Linked DNA regions of Mus musculus: region 2 is linked to region 1. The links are chromatin contacts, called in public promoter capture Hi-C maps. All regions are on one chromosome and are shown on one strand. The core of a region is the stretch at or near the end of the contact, and the rest is flanking DNA. Distances in the headings are between cores, read along the strand shown.

What was found. Promoter capture Hi-C pulls out the DNA fragments that hold promoters and counts their contacts.
Region 2: a promoter capture Hi-C map of liver shows a contact between it and region 1, with 2.2 times the contacts expected there. The contact joins the promoter of Polr2c here to the enhancer-like site in region 1. A contact is called at or near these places in 20 of 39 promoter capture datasets (the 3T3-L1 cell line, 3T3-L1-derived adipocytes, the C10 cell line and 12 more), 4 of 15 datasets of contacts at CTCF or cohesin (the NIH/3T3 cell line, embryonic stem cells and pro-B cells), 6 of 484 Hi-C or Micro-C datasets (CD4 T cells, the HL-1 cell line, embryonic stem cells and 1 more), 15 of 115 datasets of contacts at active chromatin or transcription factors (the 230-238 cell line, the HPC-7 cell line, the NIH/3T3 cell line and 10 more) and 4 of 9 other capture datasets (adipose tissue, embryonic stem cells, liver and 1 more).

Annotation. Positions count from the first base shown.
Region 1 is chr8:94,706,453-94,712,536 of GRCm38.p6, reverse strand. No RefSeq gene overlaps it. Among named protein-coding and RNA genes, the nearest start is that of n-TLcag4, 5.4 kb to the right of the region's middle. Within about 2 kb of position 1,291, at least 109 of the 459 cell types and tissues checked have an H3K27ac peak or open chromatin away from gene starts, as enhancers often do. A contact at or near this core is called in the HPC-7 cell line, adipose tissue, bone marrow-derived macrophages and 7 more, where this site is marked.
Region 2 is chr8:94,854,611-94,859,931 of GRCm38.p6, reverse strand. It overlaps Polr2c (polymerase (RNA) II (DNA directed) polypeptide C), which reads right to left and starts at 2,482. Exons shown (of 9, transcript NM_009090.5): 1 at 2,291-2,482; 2 at 2,136-2,185. The coding sequence starts at 2,376. Coq9 (coenzyme Q9) reads right to left here. Exons shown (of 9, transcript NM_026452.3): 9 at 5,037-5,321.

The sequences.
Region 1 (6,084 bases), core at 42-2,541:
ATTCCCAGCAACCCCATGGTGGCTCACAAACATCTGTAATGGGATATAATGCCCTCTTCTGGTGTGTCTGAAGTCAGCATATATATAAAATAAATAAATAAATCTTAAAAAAAAATGAGAGCTGGCCTTGGTCATGGTGCCTTTTCACAGCAATAGAATAGTAGCCAAGACACATGTGCACATGCAGACACATGTGTGTGTCATATATAAATGAATATATATGGCATGAAAAGTACAACCACATTGAGAGACGTCATTTGGTATTTAAATAATGATATATATTTAATGATGGTTGGAGTTTCCTTTTAACACACTGATGTTCACTCCTTTACCGCTGGTCCTCCCTGAATCCTTCTCTGGCCATAAAGGGGAAAAAAATAGACAGAAAGAGGGAAAAGAGACATGGAAGTTTACAAAATCCAAACTTTGCTGGGCATAGTGGAACACACCTATAATTTCAGTACTTGGGCCATAGAGACAGGAGGATTATGAGTTCTAGGCTAGCCTGGGCTACAAAGTGAGATGCTGTATCTAGAAAGAGAAAAAGATATGACCCCTGTGAATCCAGCCTGGTCTACATAGTGAGTTCTATACCAAGCTACACAGTAAGATATTACCAATCTCGTCCTCCCCCCCCCCAAAAAAAAATCCATAGGGGGAGGAGGGAAAGAGGGAGGTAAGAGGGCCGGAGGATGGCTCAGCAGTCAAGAACAGGTACTGCCTTGCAGAGGATCCTAGTCTACTTCCAAGCACCCATAACCAGGTGGCTCACATCTGCCTGTAACTCCAGCAAGGAAAGCCTACACCTCTGGCCTCCTGGGCAGCCTGCACTCATGTTCATATGCACACATGCACATAATTTAAAATATTTTTAAATCAGAAAGAGGGAGAATTAAAGAGAGAGGGAGAGGGAGAGAGAGAAGAAAAGGGAAATTTGAGTCTCACTGCGGTGAAGGTCTAAAAAGGAAAGCAAAAGCCTTCGGCCTCCCTCCTAGAGGGAAGGAAATGACACAGAAGCTGGTGGCTTTGGGCAGTTCACTGGGAGGAAGAATAACATGCCCTTAAATGGAAAGGGGGAAAGGAAAACTGGCTGTAGGGGCCAAGTTCCCATCTCCCTAGCTTTTCACAGCCACTTCTGCAGGTAACAATCCTCTCCCATTGCTGGCTGGGCTCCTGGCTCCAGGCTGGTGTCCAAGCCCGAGGGGTTTCTGGCAGCAGCATGCTTGCCTTATCCATGCCAGGCGGGGATAGCCCAAACGAACTCACCAGAGCCTGCCCAGCCTCAAGTCCTGCCAGCAGAGAGCCTCATACCTTGGCTGCAGCCACAGTGATTCTGGTTTTCTGTTCCCAGGACCTCAAATATCCCCACAGCTATCCTGAGAAAGATGGTGGGTAATTCCAAAATATAAATGCAGTTTTTCATCTTCTTTTGTTGTTGGTTTTGTCTCTTTAAGAAAGGACTTGTTATATCATAGTATAATATAGTATAATATGTATATTGGTCAGGCAAATCTCCAACATGTGGTTTTCCCCTGCCTCAAGCATCCTTAATACTGAGATTACAAGTATGATCCACCAGGCTAATATATACATTATATATTATATACATTACATAATATATACATTACACACACATATACATATATGTGTGTGTATATGTATATGCATATACATGTGTATATATGCATATATATATATATATAAAACATTAATATATATTAATGAGAGTCTTGCTAGATTTCCCAGACTCATTTTGGACTCCTGAGCTAGAGCAATCCCTCCACCTCACCCTCTGAGTAGCAAGGCTCACAAATATGAATTACTACATCCAGCTTAAAAATGGCTCATTAGTGGTTCATTAACAGAAGCCTTCCCTGGCCCCCAGCCGCGTTCTCTGACCTGAACGTGCCAGGCTGTTTATTACGCATGTGGCTGCTTCTGTGAAACACTGGCTACAGATGTCCCCACCACAGCCACCCTCCACATGGCAGAAGTGGCTGGGACTTCCCTCGTCTCCCTGGGACCTTGTAGGCATCTTAGGAATGTTCGATACTGAGCAGACTAAAGCACTTCCAATTCAGACTCTTCCACGTGTGTTTGCAGCTGGGAACTGGGTACCTGTTTTCCTGCCCTGGGATTGCAATTTTGGGACTAGACTCTCCCCTGCTAACGCCTGACTGTTGAGGTTGTGGGGATGGGTCTCCTTCTACCTATTCAGCTCTTTGACCAACCCCCAACACACGCAGGATCAAGTCCCACCCTGAGTACCAGCCCAGGGACTCCTGTTTAATGGTGGGTTAAGGAGGAGGCATTGTAACCCTGGAGCCTATGGGAAAGGGTTTGTGCTACCGGTTCCTGCTCTTTTTCCCTCCCAGAGCCATGCCACCCCCTACTCCCAACCCCCCTCTACTCCCGTCTCTCCTCAGAAATCATGCTAAGATGGATTTGGGCCTCAGAAAGTCGGTGATACTGGATTCAAACTTGTTAGGTCTAGAGATGACCCTGAAAGGCTGGGAAGCAGCTGTCTGCCTAGGGCCTCATGATACACACAGAAAGTGCATACCTTCCCAGAACCCCCAGTTTCCCAGAGGAGGTTCATGCCCTGATTCTACAGACATTTTCAATTAGATACAACTAGCATATTGGCTAGTTTTATGATGCAAGCTAGAGTTATTTGAAAGGAGGGAAACTCAATTAAGAAAATGCCTCCACCTCCATAAGATCTACCAGTTGGGCATTTTCTTAACTAGTGAGTGATGGAAGAGGTCCCAGCCCATTGTGGGTGTGGTTACCTCCGGGCGAGTATTCTTTGGTTCTGTAAGAAAGCAGAATGAGCAAACTGTGACCGAGCCATGAGGGAAAGGAGACCTCTTCCTCAACAGCCAGGCATTAGCTTCGGAGATTCCAGTCCTGAGATGCAATCCTGGAGCAGGAACACAGGGACCCAGTTCTCAGTGCAGTGAGCATTTGGCCATCTGCACTGTGGGCACTTTGGTCTCTAGCCGTAGAGGCAACAACTCCCCCCACCCAGTAGTAACACAGAAAACAGTGAACTGCGTGAAGTACTCTAGCAAGGGGCATGGGGACATGTTTAAGACTGGAACACCTAGGTATTCACCGTGGCATTTGTTTACTGGGATAAAACCATCTGAACAGAGTAAATACTGCTATACTGCATGGGAAAGAGTTTCCCACTCCCTGCTACCATATCTCTGCCACCCATGCCTGTTAGTTTTTTGTTTTGTTTTGTTTTGTTTTGTTTTGTTTTGTTTTGTTTTGTTTTGTTTTGTTTTTTAAGCAGCATTAGAGAGGCTTGGTCTGACTGTAGTCAGGAACTGTGCTGGTGGCCCTGGGTTCTATAAGAAAGCAGGCTGAGCAAGCCATGAGGAGCAGACAACTTCCTATGGCCTCTGCATCAGTTCCTGCCTCCAGGTCCCCGCCCTGTTTGAGTTCCTGCCCTGACTCCCTTTGAGGATAAACAATATGTTAGTGTAAGTCAAATGAACCCCTTCCTCCCTAGCTTGCTTTTGGTCATACTGTTTCATTGCAGCAATAAACACCCTAACTTTGACAACAATTAGCGCTGTATATGCTAACAAAAACAAATAATCACAGCCTATGTGCAAGGGAGGACCTAAGAGAAGGACGGTGTGCCGATGGGGAAGGTTGGGTAACAGGGCTCAGGAATAAAGGGTCTCAGGGAAGGAATGCATCAGGATGTCTCAGCAGAGGGCCCCCAGCTTCCTGAGCTTGACCCATCCAATTTTCTATCCACACATGTATTCATCCACTCATCCATTCATCCATCCATCCACCCACCCATCTGTCCATCCATCCATCATCCATCCATCCATTCATTCATCCATCCATCTATCCATCCACCCACCCATCTGTCCATCCATCAACCCATCCATCCATTCATCCATCCATCCATCCATCCATCCATCCATCTATCCATCCACCCACCCATCTGTCCATCCATCAACCCATCCATCCATTCATCCATCCATCCATCCATCCATCCATCCATCTATCCATCCACCCACCCATCTGTCCATCCATCAACCCATCCATCCATTCATCCATCCATCCATCCATCCATCTATCCATCCACCCACCCATCTGTCCATCCATCAACCCATCCATCCATCATCCACCCATTTATTCATCCCAAACTTATTTGTCCTTACTTACCAAACTTCTAGACCAGCACTTCCTGATGGAGAGACCATGGTGAGGTCCCTGCCTTCCCATAGCTGAGCCTAGTGGGAAAGAAACATAATGAACAGATAAATTAAATCTGAGTCAAGGAGACTGGACAGTGACTGCAAAGAGAGTGGAACCACATTAGCCCGGATGCGATGAAGACACATTTGAGCTAGCATGGGAAAGATGGATTTCAGAACCTGTCCTGTGTGGTCTGGGGAAGGATGGCTCTCCACAGGCCCTGAGGAGCAAACAGACTTTGTGTATGAGAAATCAGAGAAGAGGGAGTATGGTGGTACGTGCCTAAGGCTCGAGAGGCTGAGGTAAGAGGGTTGTGCAATTGTAGCCAGTCTTGGCTAAATAGTGAGATTCTTCTGTCTGGGGAAGAGAAGAAGATGGATAAGGGAAAAGGAAGGAAAGTGCTGGAAGGGTTTGGGAATGAGAAGATGGGAGGGAAGCTAGACATGTTTTGGGTTGCCTCTGATGAGGCAGGCAGGACAGCCTGGGGTTGGATTGGTGGGACTATAGGAAACCTCTTTGCAAGGTTGGCAGTCAGGACCTGCCCCACGGTGTTCCCCAGGTGGAGAAATGCAGCCTTGCATGCTTTGATGACCCTCCCCCCCACTTGTGGCCAGCATCCTCTGTGTGCCAGGCTGTCCAGTGTCCAGCTTGTCCTTACTTATCCACAGATTCGATTATAGAACCTACTTCTTGAAGGTGGGCAACCTGAGGCCGAGTCACCTCCCTCTAAGATCACAGAACTAGCAAACAGCAGAGGTAGGTGTGAACCTAGGGGTGTCCAGCCCACATGGCCCCACGGCCCTGCTTTGCAGAGTAGCAAACAAGAGCCTCCGCTGTTCCTGAGCATATCTTTCTGGGAGCCTCTCTTCTGAGGGTGATCAAAGGATTTCAGGGCACATTTAGCATTCCACAGAACTTGAAAGTAAACTCCTGGCTTTGAAACCATTCTGGTCACATGGAAACATTTCTGTCCATGTGACCCGATTCTAAGTGAAAAAACTGGGCCACAGTGGGGAGGAGGGGCAGGGTGACCTTGGAGGTCTCGGATAGATCTTGCCTCCTGTCTTAAAGACCTCTGCCTGCCTAGTCCACTTCATTATCAGACCTCCTGTCCCTCGGGGTGTCCGGCTTGCTTCCATGCAGTGACCGAGATGCCAGAATAGGGTCTTGGCACAGGTTTAGCTCTGGTGCCTGATGGCTTCTGACCTCTTCTGTCAGCCAAAGAAAGCAGACCCTGAGTACAAAAGCTTGGCCAGGCCACTGGGACAGCCATGCTGGGAAAAACCTCCCTATTCTTTCAGTCGCCTCCAATAATGAAAACAGTTCTAAAAATAGCCCTCCCAGGTCCAACCTGGCCATGACTCAGCAAGCTCTCATCCTTCAGAGTTTCTTCTCAGTGGGAAGAGACCCTGGGTGAGGCCGAGGCATCATAGGGTTTAGCGGGTAAAGACCCAAGGCTCTCCCTTGGGAGTCAGGCCTAGTGGTTCCTTCATGTAATCCCAACACAACTGGGGGCTGAGGCAGGAGAATTGCTGTGATTCGGGGACCAGTATAATTTACAGAATCAGATCTCTGTAAAAATAAAAAAAATTAAGCTAGTATTGTTACGCTAAAGAAAATCTGTTTTGCCATCTCCATGTTAATTACTGAAGTGGAGGGGCTGGAGAGATGGCTCAGCAGTTAAGACCGAGAAGAGACTGCCTAAGAGAACATCTAGCTTGGCAGTAGGCCACAGCATTCCTGAGGAAGCCTTTTTATTTTTCTCTTAATTATACATATGCACACGTTGGGGCCCTTGGAGGTCAGAAGAGGGTGTGGCATCTCCTGGAGCTGCAGATGTGGGTGTTGGGTACCAAA
Region 2 (5,321 bases), core at 1,233-3,732, 150 kb before region 1:
GCTCAAAGTGACTTCAAAGTGATGGCTCCAGGTTCAGGCATCCCACACGCCATACATAACACCTTCCTGCCCCAGTGGGGGATGGGCCTTGCTAGTGATACACCACACATGCATGCACATACTCTCTCTTAGAGCTTTTTGGGATATTTAAGGAGTTGAATACTTATCTAAGGATTACTTTAAATCTGCTACCTGTGCCAATCCCAAACCCAAGAACGAAAGCTATCTGGACACCATGGGCTGGAGGGATGGCTCCGCAGTTCTGAGGTTCCTGGCACCCATGTCAGGCAGCTCACAACCCCTGTAACTCCAACTCCAGGGGCATCTGAGACCCCTGGCCACCTCCAGCCCCTGCATTCACTGGTAAACACCCACACACAGAGACACAATTTTAAAAACTTAAAAGTCAGGGAAAACATCACAACAGCAAAACATCCCAAGTTTCAGGGCCCACACCTCGTTTGTGATATAACCAGATAGCCCACTTGGAATTTCAGTGTTCCTCTCATCAGTAGATGTTCACTGGACAGCTTCACCAGGGAAAGCCCACTAACAATAGAACCCAATCCCCCCCCAGGCACTGCTGGGCAAATGGGGCTGTAGCATACAGATGCTGCACTTAAGCATGTGTCTAGTCACCCATCAGCAAACACCTGCATGTAAACAATAATGTTCAGAAATCAGTGGTGTTGGAAACCCAGTTCTCAAGGAGCTGATGTAGGCCAGGAAGAGGCCGGAAGACCAGCTGAGGATAGGCCCAACCTGCCCTTCACCGCAGTGCTTCCTCAACTCAAGCAAGGACCAAGCTTCCTGATGATTTACTTCTGGGGCCCATTGAATGCCCTTAATCTACTTCCACCATTCCCATTCCCCGACCCCTGGTGGGAATTCCCCATCTCAGAAAACCTCGAGTGTCCATGTTTACAAACGCTCCACTCCCTTTTGGCCTCCTTCCTCTCTCAAAACAAACAAACAAACAAACGATAAAACTGGTCAGATTCTCCTGAAGGTGTCATATTTTGCCTTGTTATGTTTGCTCATGTCTTGTCTCTAACTGAAAACGTACATGATTTACATATGCAGCAGAAATAAGAAATTCATTTTTAAAAAGACACCAGGATGGATTTAAAAAAACAAAAAACCGAAGTCTGTCTGTCTGTCTGTCTCTCTCTCACACACACACACACACACACACACACACTTCAACAATAAGGAACAAAAGTATGTTGTTTGTTAAAGAAAATCTTAAGCCGGGCAGTGGTGGTGCACGCCTTTAATCCCAGCTCTTGGGAGGCAGAGGCAGAGGCAGGCAGATTTCTGAGTTCCAGGCCAGCCTGGTCTACAAAGTGAGTTCCAGGACAGCCAGGGCTACACAGAGAAACCCTGTCTTGAAAAACAAACAAACAAACAAAATTAGAAAATCTTTATAACACATGCTTTCTCTCATGTGGAATCTCTCTCTTTTTCTCTTTCTCTCTTTAATAAAGAGAAAGTTCGGAGCCTGCAAGATGTGCAAGATACTTTTTGTTGTCAAGCCTTAAGGAGTTCAATCCTGGGCCCCATATGGTGGGAGAAGAGAATCCCTCCTACAAGCTGTACTCTGACCTCTACACATGAACTCCGGTACTCGAGCCCAGAGATAGACACATATATGTAAATAAAGGTTTTCAAAAAGATAGGGGGAGACGACAAGAAAGTATAGCAGGGTACTATCTGGAAGGATGGGAGAGACCAGGTACACTCTGTGTGTGTAGATTTCAAACTACATAACGAAGCCCATGATTTTGTAAAATCAGCATATATGTTCAAAAGACACCAGCCAGTAGCGAACACTGACGTCAAAGCAAAAGCGCATCATCTACACTACTTCGGCAATCGCTGCATCACCTGCTAACGACGCCTAGCATCTACACCGCCCGGATGAGGAGGCTGCAGCCCTCCGCTGTTTAACAGTGCTTGGTTTTGATTTCTGTTGCTTTGGGGTAGACGAACAGTACTGGGAAACCCGCAGCTGAGCAAGGCACGCACCAAGGCGGGCCTAGGCTGCCCCAGCCCAGCGTACAGCACCGCAGTGTTCTCAGCCCCCACCCCGGGCGGAGGGTGGGCGGCACGGGCTCCCAGGGACGGTCGCTTACCTATTATGGGCACCTCTGCGATGAAGACCCTCCGAATGGAATTGGCCACCCTACAGGAGGAAAGACAGGCGGTGTGAGCGGCCCCGAAGCCACAGCCCCGGGGTCAGGAGCTCGAGGACCCGGCCGCCCGCCCGCCTCTCCCCTCGCCGCCTTACGCCAGGTCCGTGTTCTCGATAATGAACTTGACGTTCTCTTCGGTGAGTTCCGTGATCCGCACTGTTGGCTGGTTGGCGTACGGCATCGCGACCCTCCGCCAGGCTCCCGCGCCAGCCGCACAGCGCGCCTGCGCGGCCACCAGCAGTTTGTCGGCGGGGCAATCGGCGCTTCCGGCTAGTCGCGGGCGCAGCGCCACCTGCTGACCGGAGGCCGGAACTCTCCTGGCCTGTGTTTTCTAACCACACCGGCGCCAAAATGCATTGGTCCTATACTCTTGAAATCCCCAAGATATACAGCACAAAAATTAAATGTACAGGGTCATTCATGCCAACGTTATTTATAACTGCTAAAAATAACGCATTAGGCAATGATCGATAGAGACTTGGTTAAACTTACATACGGGGCTGGAGATACGGCATTGGGGATAAGAGCACTGGCTGTTCTTATGTAAGACTTGGATTGTATTCCCAGCACCCATATGATGCCTAACATCTTTAGCTTCAGTTTCTGAGGAAACTCTCTCCTGGTATCTGAGGGCACCAGGTATTCACATGGTGCACAAATATACATGCAAGCAAAACATCCTTATACATAAAAATAATTTTTAAAATACATAGGAATACAATGAAACCTTAAAAAAAACCATTAAAAAGTTGTACATCTATACATGAACAAAATGGCTAGGGAGGTGACTCAAGCATGCAAGACGACTGATAGGTTATTTCTCTGCTGGTAAAATGAGCCAATTCAAGACAGATTAGAATATATTAAAAGGCAGGTTTATTGGGAAGCTGCTCTCAGGTGAGTTCACTGGCCTTAAGAACAGAGGCCGGGGAACCGCCATGGGAAGGGCAGAGAGGGAGAAGAGAAAGGGCCTGGGGCAGGGGGAGGGAGATAGATCGATCCAGAGAGCAAGAGCAAAATGTCTGGATTCTATAGGGAAGAACCTCTTGGGGAAGGGCAGCCCAGCCTCTGGGCTGGAAAGTTCAGGGTGGAGGCAGAGCATGCCAGGTGGGGACTGAAGGATGCTGGGAGAACCTGGAGGCCAGGTCTGCTTTGACGGGTAAAATATGCACCTCAGTCACTTGTTCCAGGGTGCGAAGCCAAACCCTGATGTGCAAGGACACAAGGTCAAATTCTCAGAACACCTGTAAAGAGGCATGGTAATGCAAGAGTCTAATCTTAGGCTCCTGTGAGTAGGAAGATGGAGAGAAGAATCCCCTGGATGCTCTCAGGACAGTTAGATAACACACAAAGAAGCAAACAAGAGACCCACATCCGAGCTAATGTCAGAGAGAGTACTGTAATGCATACACAAGAAAAACAAAACCCATGTTTTTTTGTTTGTTTGTTTTTGTTTTTGTTTTTCAAGACAGGGTTTCTCTGTATAGCTCTGGCTGTCCTGGAACTCACTTTGTAGACCAGGCTGGCCTCGAACTCAGAAATCCGCCTGCCTCTGCCTCTGCCTCCCAAGTGCTGGGATTAAAGGTGTGTGCCACCACGCCTGGCTTTTTTTAAAATTTTTTTTTAAATGTATTTCTATTTTATATGTGTATGTATGTAATGGTACCAATACATCACGTGTGTGGAAGGATGCCAGGCCTGACTGCAAGTGCTCTTACCCACTGAGCCACCTCAAAGGTCCCCAACGTATACTCAACAATGTCCATATGTGTTAGACGATACACACTTTCCCTTCTACTCTTGATCGTGTGATGTTCTTCTGAAGTAGATACAATGCTCTCCACTTCTACAGATCTGTGTAGTTGCAGCTGAGGAGTTTAAATGGGCCTCTAAAAAGTGGCAGCTGTTCACACAGAGAAAAGAGGCCCTTAAACGGAACCCTGAAGGAACTACATTTAGAGGGCAGAGTTACCAGAGAATAAAGAGTTGCTGTAACAAGGAGTCACATTTCTTCCTGAGGGAGAGAGAAAAGCATTGACAGAGGGGGGCCTGGTCTACAGCACACACCATCCCTGTGAATCATGAATCACACTTGTCTGCTGAGAGGGATGCTATAGAGGATAGAGAAAAGATGAAGTGTAATTATGTGGCAGTAACTCTATGGAATGTCGAGAGGCATTAAAAAGAAAAAATCAGAGGTACAGAAAGAGCCTGACAGAAAGCCCTGTGGACAAGATCTGGAACTCAACTCTCCCCATCAGCTGATTTAAACAGAAAGACAGTGATTTGTACAGAAGACCGTGCTAACCATGGGCACAAAGGAAACGGCGCCAGTGTAGAGGCTGGAAGACTAATGAAAGCTAAGGACTGCCTGCAAGTAGTCAGAGACTAGGAGCAGACAAGAAGTGCATGGCCTGGGATTACTCTCATTTGACTGTGCCCAAAGATGCAAGGCTGTCATGGTGGCCCCGTAGGTGTGAGGATACTTAGATACTCGACATTGTCTAGATGGACATAGATGTGGGAAGCCACATACGCCATTACAAGATGGCACTGGCTACCGCTGTTAAGTTCGGGTAAACAACCAATGTGCGCATGTGCATAAGGGTTTCGTGCCACGTCACAGCCCATCCCGGGGAATGTAAATGAGGTACTGAAAGCACAACCAATCAGGTATACACACGCCACTCCTACGCCTATACAAGCAGCGCCAGTTCTGGGGCTCAGGGTCTTTCGCCTTCTCTATCAAGCTCTCCCAATAAACGTGTGCAGAAGAATCCTGTTGTGGCGTCTTCCTTGCTGGCAAGTCAGGCGTCCACACATAGACAAAACAACAAGAAATTGTTTCAAACATATTTATTATTTTTACAGATTCTAAATACACTAATGATCCTGAAGTGCATGCTGGTGTCTGTGATGCCAGGCTCAGCACAACTGTCCAAAAGGCACCTGCCTAGGGGAGGCAGCTTTCTGAGGGGATCCAGAGACAATGGCCAGTGGCAAATGTTTGTGAGCACTGTCTGCCCTGTGCTGGGGAAGAGCTCCCACTATGTGTTGCCTCCGGACCTTGGTTGTGAGCCCCTAAGAATATTTCTCAGGGGATTTTGACAGGATCACACTCTGTAG